Linked DNA regions of Ovis aries: region 1 is linked to region 2. Evidence: chromatin contacts called from public Hi-C data. All regions are on one chromosome and are shown on one strand. Each heading gives the region's core, a stretch centred on a gene start, on an enhancer-like site or on the middle of the called end of the contact. The rest is flanking DNA. Distances are from core to core; before and after follow the strand shown.

Region 1 (7,316 bases), core at 3,434-5,933, 140 kb after region 2:
TTTGTGGGTTAGTATTTCACTAAGTATACAGTAAAACGTTCCAGCCAGAATTCAAGTCGAGAGGATAATGTGAGCCATACTAGCTGGATAATTTAAACCATATTGTATCTTACTCTCTTGCCTTACTGGATCTTAAAGCATGAATTAGTCAAACCATTTCCCTGTTCTAAAAATCACGAGGAACCACTGCCCCTCACATCCAGTTCCCTACATAACAGACTCTATGTTCTGATTTTGTTTTATCCTTCCAGTCTTTACTGTGATACCTCCCATTTTTGGTCAAACAGGGTAACCCACTGTTCCTTGAATCAATATTGTGGTATCTCACCTTTCTCTGCTCATGTTGGTGTTTAGCCTAGATCACACTCCCTCTACCATCCTCCCAGTTAACACTGAACCCAAGCTTTAAGGTGGAGCTCAGCTGGCACCTTTTTCACAGAGCCTTCCCCTCTTGTCTCGCCTATCTAACTCTCATGCCACTTTGCTTGCATCTCACCTGAGGTGCTTACATGCTATTGCACGTTCTGGTTATTAATATACTTGTTTTATTCCTGTGATTAGATTTTACGTGACTTCAAATGTGAGAGTGTAGCCTTTTCACCTTTGTACTCTTCACAGGCATAAAACAGAACCTTACCTGCAGCTCACAGATAATTACTGAATGCATATGTATTTCAGTGTCACTAAAAGAGGCTCCAGAGAACTTGAGCTGACATCATTTCCTCAATCCTCAGACCCTCAGACCCAAAAGGAACTCCTGAGTAACACTTTGCCACCTCTTACTTTGCAATGACCCTACCAGCATTGTCAAAACCTCCTAAATTTGAGTTTAGATTCCTTTTTTCTCTTAGATTTGTCTTTCATCTTCTCCTTTGTTCCTATGTCCAATCATTCAAAAAAACTGTTGATTTGTCTTCTGATTTGACCCTTCCTTTCCCTCCTCTTTTTCTACCATCTCTTCCACCACTCTGGTTAGTATCCTTTTATTTTCATACCACCCAATTACCTAGAGTAAATTCCTCCTAGTTTACCTAATACTTTGCCGGCTCTAGTTTATTTTGTGTGGAATGGGGACCATGATAATAATTTCATAGAGTTACAGACAAATGAGATACAGCAAGCATATTGGACCTATTTTCTAAAAGTGGCCACTATCTCTTTGGAGAATTATCTTGTGCCTACGTCCTCTGGTTCTGGTAGTGAACAATGACCACAGTCTCATCAGAATATCATGTCCTTTCGGCCACAGCTATTAGTTCAGGCTAGCTGAGAGACTGCAAGAGACTGTGTCCCAATGACATAATCTGAATTTCTTGACTTGACCTTACCTAAAACCAGATGCCCCCCTGGATTTTCTGGTTATGAGAATCAACAGATTTCCTTTATTAATTAAACTAGTTTGTTTTCTAAGTTCAACCAAGATATTAAATAATATGTGTGTAAAGCACTAAGCACAGTATCTTGCAAGTAAGTGTTAGCTATTATTTTTATTATCCCTACACCCTTGCCATATCTCATATCTAATTCAACTTTTTCTCTTTTAACATCTTCCCCATACAGACCAGCGAGGATAATTTCCTTATTTCCTGCATATTGTCCCTTTGCCTGGGCTGCCCAGGCACCAGTCTAATAATGTCATTCTATATTCTTTTCTCCAAGTCACATCCATCACTATTTAGAACCAGGCTAAAAGAAGTCTCCTATCCTTCATTTGAATAGTAGTAACCCTACACTGTTCACTGCTTTATTTAATTTCTCCTGCATATATTTTCTAATTATTTCTAGCTACCATCTTGATTGCATACTACTTAAGGGAAAAAAAAAAAACCCACACAGACTCTATGTTTACATATGATCACTATGCCCTTTATAGGTTGAAATTTTGTCATTAGTTTCCAAAGCAACTTTTACAGTGTTGGACCCAGAGGAGGTGTCCAGTAAATGTCTGTTATAGGAATAAGTGAATGGAATTAAATTTAGAGAGTGTGGTATTCAGTTTAAAGCTTGTTGTTAGCACAGCTATTTTTTTTTCCTTTTTCTAAGAACATATTCTTAGAAAGCATTTTCATCACAGCATAAAACTATCACAATGATTCCAACCTCCCATATTCTTCCCACTTAGGCTTTAGAATTTTTTGGCCAAGGTCTAAAGAAAGAATATTCTATTAAAAATAATTTAACAATCAAAGTCTATTCTCTTTTATTCACATATATTTCATTAATCCAGTAGGTATTGTATCTGACCCATCAGAGGTTTCTTGCCTCAGTAAACTAATGATAATAGTAAATTGTTGACAAAGATATCCTGAGATGCTGGAAGAAAAAATTAAGGGGACACTTTTTGTATTCATGGTTCCCTTTTTGGGTGTAAGTGGTAAAACAATCTCCTACTCAAAATTAAGTTAGTCTCTACTTAAAAAATGGAGGATATTAAAAACTGCTATTGGGAATCAAAGGTCTGTGCCTCTGTCTGTTGAACTTAACTGCTGTATGGTTTAATGGAAAGGCCAAGGGCTGGTGAATTTAAACACTTCAAAATAGCTAAAGATTAAACTGAATTAAATTTAGTGCCTCTGGAATTTTTGATACATGTTCCAAAATTGTTTTTAATGACATAATTGTCCCACATTACATTTAAAATTACATTATAGTGAACCAGTTATATATGCAGTTATACTAACAGAAACCAATTTCAAATGTCAAAAATATAAGTGAGGACAACTATAATGTTACCATTAAGAAAGTGGACGTTGAAAATAGAAAAGAAACATTTAGGCTGAATAAGGTCTTCTATGAAGTCTTCGAATAGAAAAACCTGGAAATTATATGTAACAGCTTAACAGTGCATTTTCAACAGCATTTAAAATCATTTAAATACATTTTCCTCAAAGTATTTTTCATTAACTTTAGTGGAAAAAGCTCCCAATCACACCAATGAGAATTGTACTAAATAAAATGTGAGAACATCCATCAAGAAATAAAAGTTACTAGTTATATGTAGAAATGGTTATAGTTCACATTTTAAAAGAACAAGGAATGAAATTCAGTGTTCTTGCTTCTTTAACTAAAAGTAATTGTAATAGTCTCTTGTCTCTGGGGCTTTCCTTTCTACAGTTAATCATCTTTTTTCCACATTTCCCCTCCAAATGATTATTCCCCCTAGCCTTAAAACACCTGACATTAATTCATACTATTTTACCATCACAGCTTTCAAAACAATGCCCTGCCCTTTCTTGGCTTAAAGGTTAAGAAAGTATTTTTGCTATTACTTTGTCAGAAGGTACTATCATGTAATCAGGAAAACATCTTTGTTATACAAATGAGCGTCTTTAATCAAACTTTCAAATTCAAAATACAATGTTTAAATTCCTTAGAATGATAAACATCTATACTTCAAAAGTTGCAGTTGGTTCAGTTCAAACATTTGGAAGACTTGGGTCCTAAAGCCTTTATTCTTCATCCTCTGACTCTACAATCTGTGTTGTTGATCATCAGAACCAAGCAAGAAACTGTGAGTCTTACCAAGCTGCACCACCAGCGCGGGCAGAGGTATCGCTTTCAAAACATGTCATTCATCTTCACATTTAAAGGCAGTCTATCCATACACCCTTTATAAACATCGTTAAATATTGGTGCTTAAGACTTCAGTCATATGCGGTAAGCTTTCCAATTTATAGGAAAAGAGGGGTGGCAAACGCGCCCTTTTCTTGAATTTATATACGAAAGCAAAAGCCGGGCTGATTTTTGAAACCTGAGAGTCTGAACATCTATTAGGAAACCGCTTTTGCATTAAATTAACCGACTCCTAGCCAACAGGTATAAGGAGAGTGTTTCCCGTGTCTATGGTGACAAATGAGTTACCAGACGTCCCTAAGTAAGACTGTCAAACTTCTATGTTTACGCTTTTAAAAACCCAGAAGGGAGAGGAAGAAAAGTCAGGTCTGATTCTTATAAAGGATGTCTGGTGGGGAATAAGACGCTCACCTGTACACAAGAGGGGCAGGCAGGTCTTCCCCGGTTGTCCTCACTGGGGGAAGGTATGGACATCGATAGACCTTTGTCCTCTGAACTGGAACACGGGGGTGGGGTGGGGACGACTTCTACAAGTAGTGCAGGCACCTGCACCACAGAAAAACTGCAGACCGATTTTGTCTTCAATGACTGCTCTTGGCTTAGAGACCCTCTAGCTCGGGGAGAGGGGCTGTCGCTCCAAACCTTAGCCTCCTCCCCCGCAGGGCTGGGGAGAGGGGATGACCAACCACTCTAAGAGGAGTTAGGGACTTGTGTCTTCCCCAGCTGGATCCGAACGTCCTCCAGCTCTCTGGTCGGGCTCGCCCCGAAGGAGGCGAGCCGGGCCGGGGTGAACCCGGGCTGCGGCGAGCGCAGATCCCGCCTTTGCTCCGCGCCCCTGCCGCGTCCGCACCGCCACCGTGAGGCCGAGCAGGGGACCGTGCCCTGTGGCGGCAGCGGCTCCGCGCTCCGCTCCGCACCGCCCCGGCCGCCGCCGCCGCGCCGGGTACGGGCGGGGGGATTTTTTTTTTTTTTTCTCTCCCCTGTTTTCCCTCTCGCGCTCTCGATCCCGTTCAGCGGGAGAGCCCGCGGAGCCATAGAGGGAGCGAGGGAAGGGGTGGAGGTGGCGGGGGGAGGGGGGGAGGCCGGAGGGGCGGATCCTGCCTGGGGGCTGATCCCTCCCTCCCCTCGGCCGGGCTCCGTGGCGGCAGCGGCGGCGGCGGCGGCTCCATTCCCCCTCCTCCCCCGGGAGCGGCGGCGGCGGCGGCCGGGCCGGGGCCCCAGCGCGGGCCGGGAGGGGGCACGGCGGTGGCCGCGGAAGCCAGCGCGGGAGGAGGCCGCGCTCCGCTCCCCGGGCCGCGCCAACCTGCTAGACGGCTGGCCCGCCCGCGCCCAGGGGTCCCGAACGGTAGGGCCGGGCCGGCGGCTGAGGTAATGGGGGCGGCAGCGGGGCCAGACGGAGCGGGGGCGAGGGCAGCAGGGCCTATGGAGATCAGGGACTGAGCGGGGTGGGGGAGGGAAGCGAGGGGCTTCCCGACAGGGACGAAGGCCGCGCGAAAGCTCTCTCCTGGAGCCAGGGTGGCGGCGGGGAAGGAGAAGGCGAGTGAGGGGGGGAGCTGAAAAGCGAGGACCCCCTCCCGCAGCCGCCATCTTGTTTTCCCCCCGGTCCTGGAAGCCAAGCCACCGAGCCCCGCCCCCTCCACACTCTCCAATTGGTCAGACCGGAGGAGATTTCCACCCCCTGAACGTCCCTTGGCCCCCCAGTTCCTCTTGACGGGTAGGTGAGGTGGCCAATGGGCTCTCGCCTGTGTGCCCCGCTCATTCGCAGGCGCTAGCTTTCTCTGTCTGAGGGTCGGACTCCGCGTCAGTCTGTCTCTGGCGCGCTCGCCCCCTCCCCTTTGGTGAGGAGATGTTATTTCCCTCCTTTCTCCGCTGAAGGATTAAGATTCTTCTGGAAGAGGTGCCCCTTTAAAGGGGCAGGGAGCTTTGGCTGGGGTTCTCTCTTGTCTCATGAGTATTTCGTGTGGGGTGCAGGGGCAACAGTCTAGTTGCAGAAGCTCGTTCTTCGAGGACCTGTGTGGAGTGGGCGAGGCGGGGCTCAGGGGGTGCCAGGTAGACCCCTGAGGGTGTTGGGAGGTATTTGAAGCTCTATATGTGGGAAGGGCTGTGTGGGATGAGAAACTCCCGCCAAAAAACTAGACTGTAAGCTCCTTGCGGGCGAAACTTCTTTTCCTCAGCAGCAGCCCTTCCCCCTCTGGAGTTTGCCCCCCAGCGTCTTGGGTAGGACAGCAGAAGTCTCTGTAGATATTGCCGCCCGGCTGAGAGAGACCCGAGCTACGAGCTGCCCAGGAGGTAGCAGATAGCGGGTAGGGAGGGGCAATATACCATGACTTTGACAAAGGAGGGGCTTCATCTGCTCTCTGGGCCATTTTGAGTTAGTACTGAGGTAGATTTTTACTCTGGAGGGGTCTCCACGCCATTGAAGGAGGGGGGAGGGTAATAAAGCAGGTCTGTTAGCGTGGGCTGCCCCCCAGGGAGTTGGCGTTTGTCAGGCATGGAGTGGCCAAGGGTCTCTGGAACCTGCACAGAATTGCTGTGATGATTCTCTTTCCTTTGGTTCCAAATACGTTTTGTGCTTGCCTGGCACTGTGCCTCAGTAAAGTTGTTTTTTGTTTGTTTTTGTTTCAGTCACACTTTGGGATTGAAAGGCATTTTGAGCAAGAATGGTAAGGGTACTTTATTAACAAGTAGCAACCCTTGAGAGATTAATTTCATTTTGCTGATGAAGTAGGGGGGCACAGAACGATTCAGTGACTTTCTTGGGGGTCACACTGGGCCAAGATTACAATCTGCACTGCCTCAGAGCCTCTTTTTGTACCAGACCATGACATCTCTGTGGTGTATTTACATCCTAGTGAGATGAATTGAGCAGATCAAAAGATCTGGGTTTGAATTGTAGCTTTATCGTTAACTAGCATTGTGTGGAATAATACCTTTCTGAGCTTCTGTTTCTTCATCTGTAAATTGGGGATGAGGATATCTATTCTACCTTCCAAAACAGTTGTGAACAGTATTAAAAGCAAAAGGGCTTTATAGAAAAGTGTGTTACATTATCATCACCATCTACACTTTATAAAGATGGTAGATCTTGCAACCAAAGGGGCAGATTCTGTTTTGTCTCCTTAAAATCATCTCCTTGTTCATAGCCTTCCAAGTCTCTGCTTATACCTCAGGGCATCATATCCTCAAAGGTCTTTTCTAGCACTGATAGCCTCAGTAATTGCAACCACAGCTCCTTCTGAGCTTGTCATAATTCTCTCCATCCCAGAAAACAATGTGAGAAAAATTTAGAGCTTTCTCCTTGTTGCACAGGGGTAGACGATGTATTTTGGGAGAGAGGGACTTTGAAGTAACAGATACATTGAGAGTTTATGTCAGATATTACCTTCATTATCTTGGCCTTGGGTCCAGTGAGAGTCCCATATAGGCCACTTGAGGCCACTCCCAGAGCTTCTGGGGTTTCTGCTTGGAGATGTTCTAACCAATGCATCATGAATGCTGTCTTTTGCAGAGAATACCCTGCACATTGTAGTTTGAAGTGCTTAGACCACATGTGGTAGACATTTCAGGTACCTTCACCCCGTTCACCCCTGAGTGTGATCAGGGGATAGGGTTTCTGATCATGGTAAGATCGATTGGGAAAGGGCTCTAGACCTATGATTTTTGATCCCCCATGGGGGCCACTGTTCATGGCTCTACACTGTTCATGTGTAGAGCTTATAAATGGATGCTATTCTTGTTTACTC
Region 2 (6,829 bases), core at 3,160-5,659:
GGTGGCAATGCCTCACGTTCTGTGGCATGGCCAATACGTAAAACGAAAATGTCAGTTCCTTAGTCACAACAGCCACAGTTCAAGGGCTCAAGAGCCATGCATGGTCGGGACTAGCAACTAGACTGGGCAGGTATTAAACACTTCTATCCTCGCAGAAAGTTCTACAGGACAGCACTGGAGACAGGAGAGACCGGGGCAAAAAGACCAGTCAGAGCCCTCTATTATTATGGCAGTCTGGCAGAGAGGCAATCAAGTCACAACTCAGGGACCACAGTCTGAGTGGCTAGGAGGGGTGGGTGGAAAGCTGTCTTCAAAGGGCTTACCATATAACTGGCTAAAGGCAGCAAGGGAAAACATCTTTCAGTTACTGTTTTGTTTCCAGCAGTCATCTCTGGAATTTCTTCAGTTCCACTAGTCTTTCTTGACTTCACAGAAAACCTACTGGCTTGTTTTCTTCACTAACACGACCCTTCTCTTTAAAGCATGATGATCAGAAGCTATTACTGACAAGTGGCAGATGCACTTTAATGTGGAGAAGATGATGCATTTCAGAAGAAGGTCATCCGAACCACACTGGTGGGATAATGACCTTTCAGCTGAGACACAACACAAGAGGGACTGTGTCTTACTGATTCCTAACATTCCCTGATGCTTCCTGCCAGCAGACAAAAACATTCAGGTGGGTGGGCCATGATCTGAACAACTTTAGGTTTCATTTTCATATTCTACAAAGGTGACATAATTTGGGGCATCTGGATTCACTACTAATTAATAGAAATTAATCTCTATAGCCCATACTTGGTCTTACAAACAACAGCATCATCTGGGAACTTGTTGGAAATGCTAATTCTCAGGCCCTACCTAACAAAACACAATTAATCAGAAACTCTGAGGATGGACCAGCAGTCTGTTTTAAGAAGCCCTCCAGATGATTCTGGTACACAGTGAAGTATGAAGACCACTGTAAATGTAGCTAATTATCTTTATTCAGTCGGACAATCAGGATTAAACTTGGAGCACTGTTAATATAGGCACTTTTGACCTAGCTCCTTCATCCACATACTACCCCTAACCATCCAGCCATCCACTGATTCTTTTACATAAGGTGCTAAAAGCACTTTAAAAGCCAAGAGTAAGATATTTAAACACAACCCAATTCAACCCAATTTTCTGTTACCCCAATTGATGTGAAATCCTGAAACTTAGTTTCAAGATTATCCTTTCATATGGTCGGCTTTCACGTGTTCTCTATAATCGTGGGAAAGGAAAATTCACTTTCAGAATTTCAAAATAAATATTTGTAATTCCATGAGAAAAAAACAGGCCTTTGCCCATTCTAACTATGCTTTTATGGTGGAATGTATGTGAAAAAGAAAGGCACAAGCAAAGGGCATTGCTTTCAGTACGTTTCCGTCACTTGGTCTGGTGGCTGGGGATGAATGATCAGAGGACAGCCCTCAAGGAGCTGACCATCCGACACACAGACAACTGCCTTTAATGCGACCTGGTGAGAGTATTACCAATGGGCTGGCTGGAGAGAAACTCATTGTTGGGCTGGGGATGTTGAAGAAGGGGCTGCTGCGATCCATCAACAGAACTTGAAAGGAACAAGGGGCTGAGAGGTGGGAGTAGGGACTCAGTTAGAAGGAACAAGAACGACACCAGTGAGGTCTAAAAAGCAGAAGGCGCGCAACTGGGCATCAAGCCTCGGGAGGAGGATGGCAGCGGGGTGCGTTGATCAGGGGGAGGCTCCGGCAGCAGGCCAGTTCTGGGGCTTATGACGGCTCAGACCAACGAGTGTGGAAGGAGTCAGCCTGCCAAACGCACGCGCCGTCTTTCCTCATGGACTTTCAAAAGCAGGGACCGCACAGAGAGAGAAGCTCCCAGGGAGGACAGTCATTCATTCATTCCGCAAACACTGACTGAGTGCCCTCGACGAGCCTGACCCTGCGGTGACAGTGGCCCGGGGACTTCCGAGTATAACGCCGGGGCCGGGGGGAGTGGTCCCCGCACCCAACGCCGGAGCCCGGGCCCCGCCGCCGCCACCACCTGAAGCCCCGGCCCCGGGCGGCTCCCTGGTCCCTCGGCTCACCTGGTTCCCGGGCTACGGCGGGAGGGCGGGCGCTGGAGCCGGAGGCAGCTCCGGCCGGGCAGGCGGCGCTGCGGACGCGGACGCCGGCGGTTCCCGAGCCGTTGCGGCCGAACCCGCGGGCCTCCTTGATGCCAGGCCTCGCGCGCCGCACTTGGCGTAAGTGATGCACCCTAAGTCTCCCGACAACTCTTGTGGACAGAAAACGCAGGAGGAAACTGGAGGCTAAGAGGGTCCCCGAGATCTCCAACCCCGACTGAAGGACGCCCTCCTGCCCAGCTCCTCCCCCCAAGACCCCTTAACCTTCTGAAGCTCAGTCCCTGTCACTGCCTCTCCCTGTGTCTGCATTCCCTCTTTGCCCAGTTGCAGTTTTCCACTTGCTTGATTACTGTAGTAATGTCTAATATATTATTCACTTTACCTACGGCTTTAAAAAATACATTTACGTCTTTATTTAGCTGCATCAGGATTTAGTTGCAGTAAGTGGACCTTCCATCTTCCTAGCTGCAAGTGGGATTTAGTTCCCCGACCAGGGATCAACCCAGGGGCTCTGCTCCAGGAGCATGGAGTCTGAGCCACTGGACCAACAGGGAGTCCCTACCTATACCGTTTGTAATCTGTCTCATCCCCAGAAGGGCAGGAATTTTTATGTCTTTCTTTAATTGCTGTATTATTGGTGCCAGAGCAATGTGGTAGATCTAGTAAGTGCTCAATAAATCTGTGTTGAAGAAGTGAATGATTGTGCCACTACTCACTGTAGGCTCCACGTAGGCAGCCGCTATCTGCCTTTCAACCAACTTCCCATTAGAAGTGCCTGGTACCTAGTAGGCATTCAATATATATTTGCTGAGTGAGTGAGTGTATTGCTCATCTTTATTCTTTTGCTCACTCTCATGTCATCATCCCAATTTGTTGGATAAATACATGAATTTCTTAGAATTCCAGCTTCCAAGTTTTCCCCCTTTTATCCATGCACTCACCTTGATCCCCTACTCTTACCTCTCATATCTTTACAGCTGCATTTTTGCTCTTGCTTCCTCCTACCTCCAATACTTCTTAGAAAGCTCACTATCTGCAGTTTGGCTTGGAACATTTTTAAGCAACATGTCTTCTAAGGCAAGAGAATCTAGGCTGTCACACTGAATCCAAAGAAAGCTTTCCGCAGATCACCTACGACCCTTGTTTTGGGTTTTATTTTATTTTTCCTTGACAGCTGAGGATCCTGCAATGCCACCTTAGTTGAGATCATGTCCTTGTTCATAATTTGCTCAGCAAATACTTATGGAGTAACTTCTATGTTCGAGGCCCTGAGCTAGATGCTGGGACAAGATAGGCAAAATTTGAGCACTTCAAGGGATGCATAACACAAAAGAGAATAGTCATGGATAGTGATGGGAAGTGTCCTGGCTTGAGCCCAGTTAGTTCTAAAAGAAATGACCAAGAATAAGATAGGGTCCAATTCTGCTTATTGAAACAAGTTTTAGGGTAGGAATAAGTTAATAGTGACATGAAGGTATGGGGTTATAATACCTTGCCCATTCACATTTATTATCTTGTTCAGCTTTCAGGTGGGAAATTTCAGGGCAGCAATTCTTTTTTGCATAAACTGGAACTAAGGTCTAAGAAAGGTCAATTGACTTGCCCAACAGGATACTGCCAGAAAACCACTATCTGCACTGTTCTTACTCTGAGAGGCATGATTACAATTCTTAAAACCCTCTTTGCTGGAAGCTCTTCAAGGTAGGAATCAGTTTCAAACCTTCAGGGTAAAGGTTTTAAAATGTTTCTCCAAGGGAGATACCAAGAACTTTTCTGAACCTGGCGCATTTTGTAAAAATGCACAGTCTTGGAGTCCCTCTGGGACCCATCTAATCAAACTCGCTGTTCATTTTTAAGCGCCCAAGGTGCTTCTTCTGCACGTAAAAGTTTGAGAACTACTAGAAGTGTCTGGGTGGAAAAACCTCAACCTTAATTCAGGGCTAATATTTACCTTTGAGACAGATTTCGTCAGCATTCCGAAGAGTAAGTGTATGTCCTTGAGCAGATGGGACTACAACGGCTTTCTGGCCGGAATCTTTCTCTTTTTTATGCAAGTACTTCTTGGAAATTGGGGGTTTTCCGCCGAGCAGGTGCTCAGCTGCTGGTGATTACCCACCGTTTAAAGGTCTTTTGGCTCTTTTCCCAGACACCCGATTGATTTGTCACTGTCTCTTTCCAACAGGGAGCCAAGCACTTGCCCCGCCGACCACGATGGGGCGCGCGCGGCCTGTATCGTCTGCTTCTCCGCTCCTTCCCGGGTCCGCCTTCGCGCGCTAAAGGAGAGCAATCCCTGGGAGTTCCTGCCTCTAGGGGCCAGCTGTTGCTCTCTTCTCGCGAGAATTACTTCTCCCAAGCTCTCCCTTCATCAACCCCCCTCCCGCGGGCAGGTTCCATATTGGGTAAAATCTCGGCTCGAGGAGAGGTCCGGGAGCTGTTCTCGCGAGAGCACGGCGGGAGGCTCCTGTTCGCTGGCTCTGGGAAAGGCGACCACTGGAAGCTCCGCGGGCGCTGCAGCTGGAGCTGTGACCCCGCCGCGCAGCCGGGAGTCGGCCGGGTGTGGAGAGAGCGCAGGGAGAGCTGGGCGGGGCGCCAGCCCAGGGCCCCGGAGCGTGCCCCGGCCCTTCGCAGTGCTTCCCCCGCCGTCGGTGAGGCGCGTCCAGCCGCTGCGGCTGACAGGGGCCGCGCGCGCGCGCGGGCTTCTTCAGGGTCGCCGCAGCCGCACCTGCGCGGGCGGCCAGCGCAGGGGTCCCCGCCCGGCCGGGCGGGCTACGAGGTCAGGGGAAGCGGGTGCGGGTGCAGGCGGGGCCCTGCAAGGGCCACCTCCTCGCCCCGCGGCCACCGCTGGAAGATGTCTCAGGAGAGGCCCACGTTCTACCGGCAGGAGCTGAACAAGACCATCTGGGAGGTGCCCGAGCGTTACCAGAACCTGTCCCCGGTGGGCTCCGGCGCCTATGGCTCTGTGTGGTGAGTGTCACCGGGCCGGGGGCCTCGCTGGGCCGGGTGTCTCCGTATGCCCTGGAGTCAGGCCTGCCCCCACGGCTCAGCAATGCACCCAGCGGCAGGAATTTTCCTTGGGGGGAGGGCATCCCAGCCCTCTTCGACCCCTGTCCTGCACTCCCTGTCCCCCTTGCACCCCCACCCTGCACGCCCACGTAGATGGTCAGCTGTGTGTAGGACGCAGGTCCGCTGTGGGCGGTGGGTGATGGTGTTGGAGCCGGGCCCTGACTCGCACCCTGCGCGTTCCCTTGGGGGTGGGGGTGGGGGTGGGGGGGCGGTGCTGCTACGGGGGCAGGAACAGGGGTCCCTCTTCGGAGGTCTCTCCCTGCTGGCATCGAGCAGAAGGACTCTCTCGAGATGTGCCTGCCCTCGGAGCAGACAAGCCCGGGAAGCTGCCCGGAGAAGCAGAAGGGCAAAGCTCGACTGCGGTCATCTGAACAAAACTGAGGACGAAGGGCGTTGAGTTCGGGCTTTTTTGCAAACCTCTGTCGAAATTGCATTTTGAGAAGGGTTCTTTTTGAATTCGCACTTGAATTAGCAGCTATCCAGGGAGCTTAAAATACCGACTTTATCTCGGTGAGCCCTGTGCCAGCTTGAGTGGTGTGTTTCCGATTCAGTTGAAAGCGTATTTCCTTTTCGCAGAGTGGGGGGTGGTGGTAGTGCCTGCAGCTTGAGAAGCTGGCGGCCTCGCTGATTAGTCACATACCACTGCTCATTTAAGTATTGTTTGACAAAACGATTTTCTCCTTTGGAGCAAGTGAGGTTCAGATCCGTTGGACGCCCTCAAGATCAAAAAGTTTTTAACAATGCTGCGATGTATTATAAATATTTTTTAATCGTGATAATTCTTGTGAAACACTGTGTTTTTAAAGTCCTTTAGAGGGTTTGCAGAGAACTTAATCTGCACTTAAGGCCTGAGAGGTACATAATGGTTTTCATGGGATATGGAATATATAGCAAAAGAAGGAAGAGACACTTTTCAGCTTTAATTCACACTATGAATGTCTTTTAAATGAAACGCTACTGTAAAATTTCCAGACTCAGTTCACTAACTTTTCTAACTTCTAAGGTTTTATACACTGTATTTTAGATTTTGTGTAATTTGAGAGCTGACCTGAAGCTAATTCATGTAATTCCTGTGCATGCATTATTTGCAAAGAGGTCTACAAAATTAGTTTTTTGTTTCGGGGCAGGTTCCAGGCTTTTAGACTTGGTAATCTTTGAATATAATTCCTGTGTTTCTTAAAGCCCCAGCATGAATTTCCTGTTTGGTAGAATCTTCTGGGTAATTGAGATTGTGCAATTGTGTCCAGCAACAGATCATATTGCGTTTTCTAGTTCAGGCTGCTTGAGTGATGTCGCTGATGGCCCTATGCTTGACATCTTTTTTCCATTTTTATAGCGTGCTGTTGATTCGCTAATTTTCGAAGATGTGTTTGGATCATTGCTGCTTTAATAGCTCACTTGTTTACGGCCAGTTTTCATTCTGGAATTGACACATTAATTTTTGTGGTACTGAATTTTTGTTTCCTATCATTGTTGTTTAAACTTTAGTGGAGTGATACGGCTCAACTGTGGGGAGTTAGTGAACTGCTTGCAAGGTTTCCCTACAGTTGATGTGAGTAACTCAGCCCTGGCACTGGAGATCCAGTGAAGTGCTGATAAAACATGAACTCCACATTTTTTAGTGCTTTATTTTTCTGG

Evidence for each region. Hi-C and Micro-C count contacts between places; a contact is called where the count stands out from the background.
Region 1: a Hi-C map of liver shows a contact between it and region 2, with 2.1 times the contacts expected there. The contact joins the promoter of BRPF3 here to the promoter of SLC26A8 in region 2. A contact is called at or near these places in 5 of 16 Hi-C or Micro-C datasets (blood, hypothalamus, liver and 2 more).

The regions. Positions count from the first base shown.
Region 1 is chr20:10,224,766-10,232,081 of ARS-UI_Ramb_v3.0, forward strand. It overlaps BRPF3 (bromodomain and PHD finger containing 3), which reads left to right and starts at 4,684. Exons shown (of 13, transcript XM_060403129.1): 1 at 4,684-4,918. It overlaps LOC114109624 (a long non-coding RNA gene), which reads right to left and starts at 4,362. Exons shown (of 4, transcript XR_006057278.2): 1 at 3,985-4,362.
Region 2 is chr20:10,089,841-10,096,669 of ARS-UI_Ramb_v3.0, forward strand. SLC26A8 (solute carrier family 26 member 8) reads right to left here and starts at 4,410. Exons shown (of 20, transcript XM_060403123.1): 1 at 4,080-4,410. MAPK14 (mitogen-activated protein kinase 14) reads left to right here and starts at 4,975. Exons shown (of 12, transcript NM_001142894.1): 1 at 4,975-5,092. The coding sequence starts at 4,977.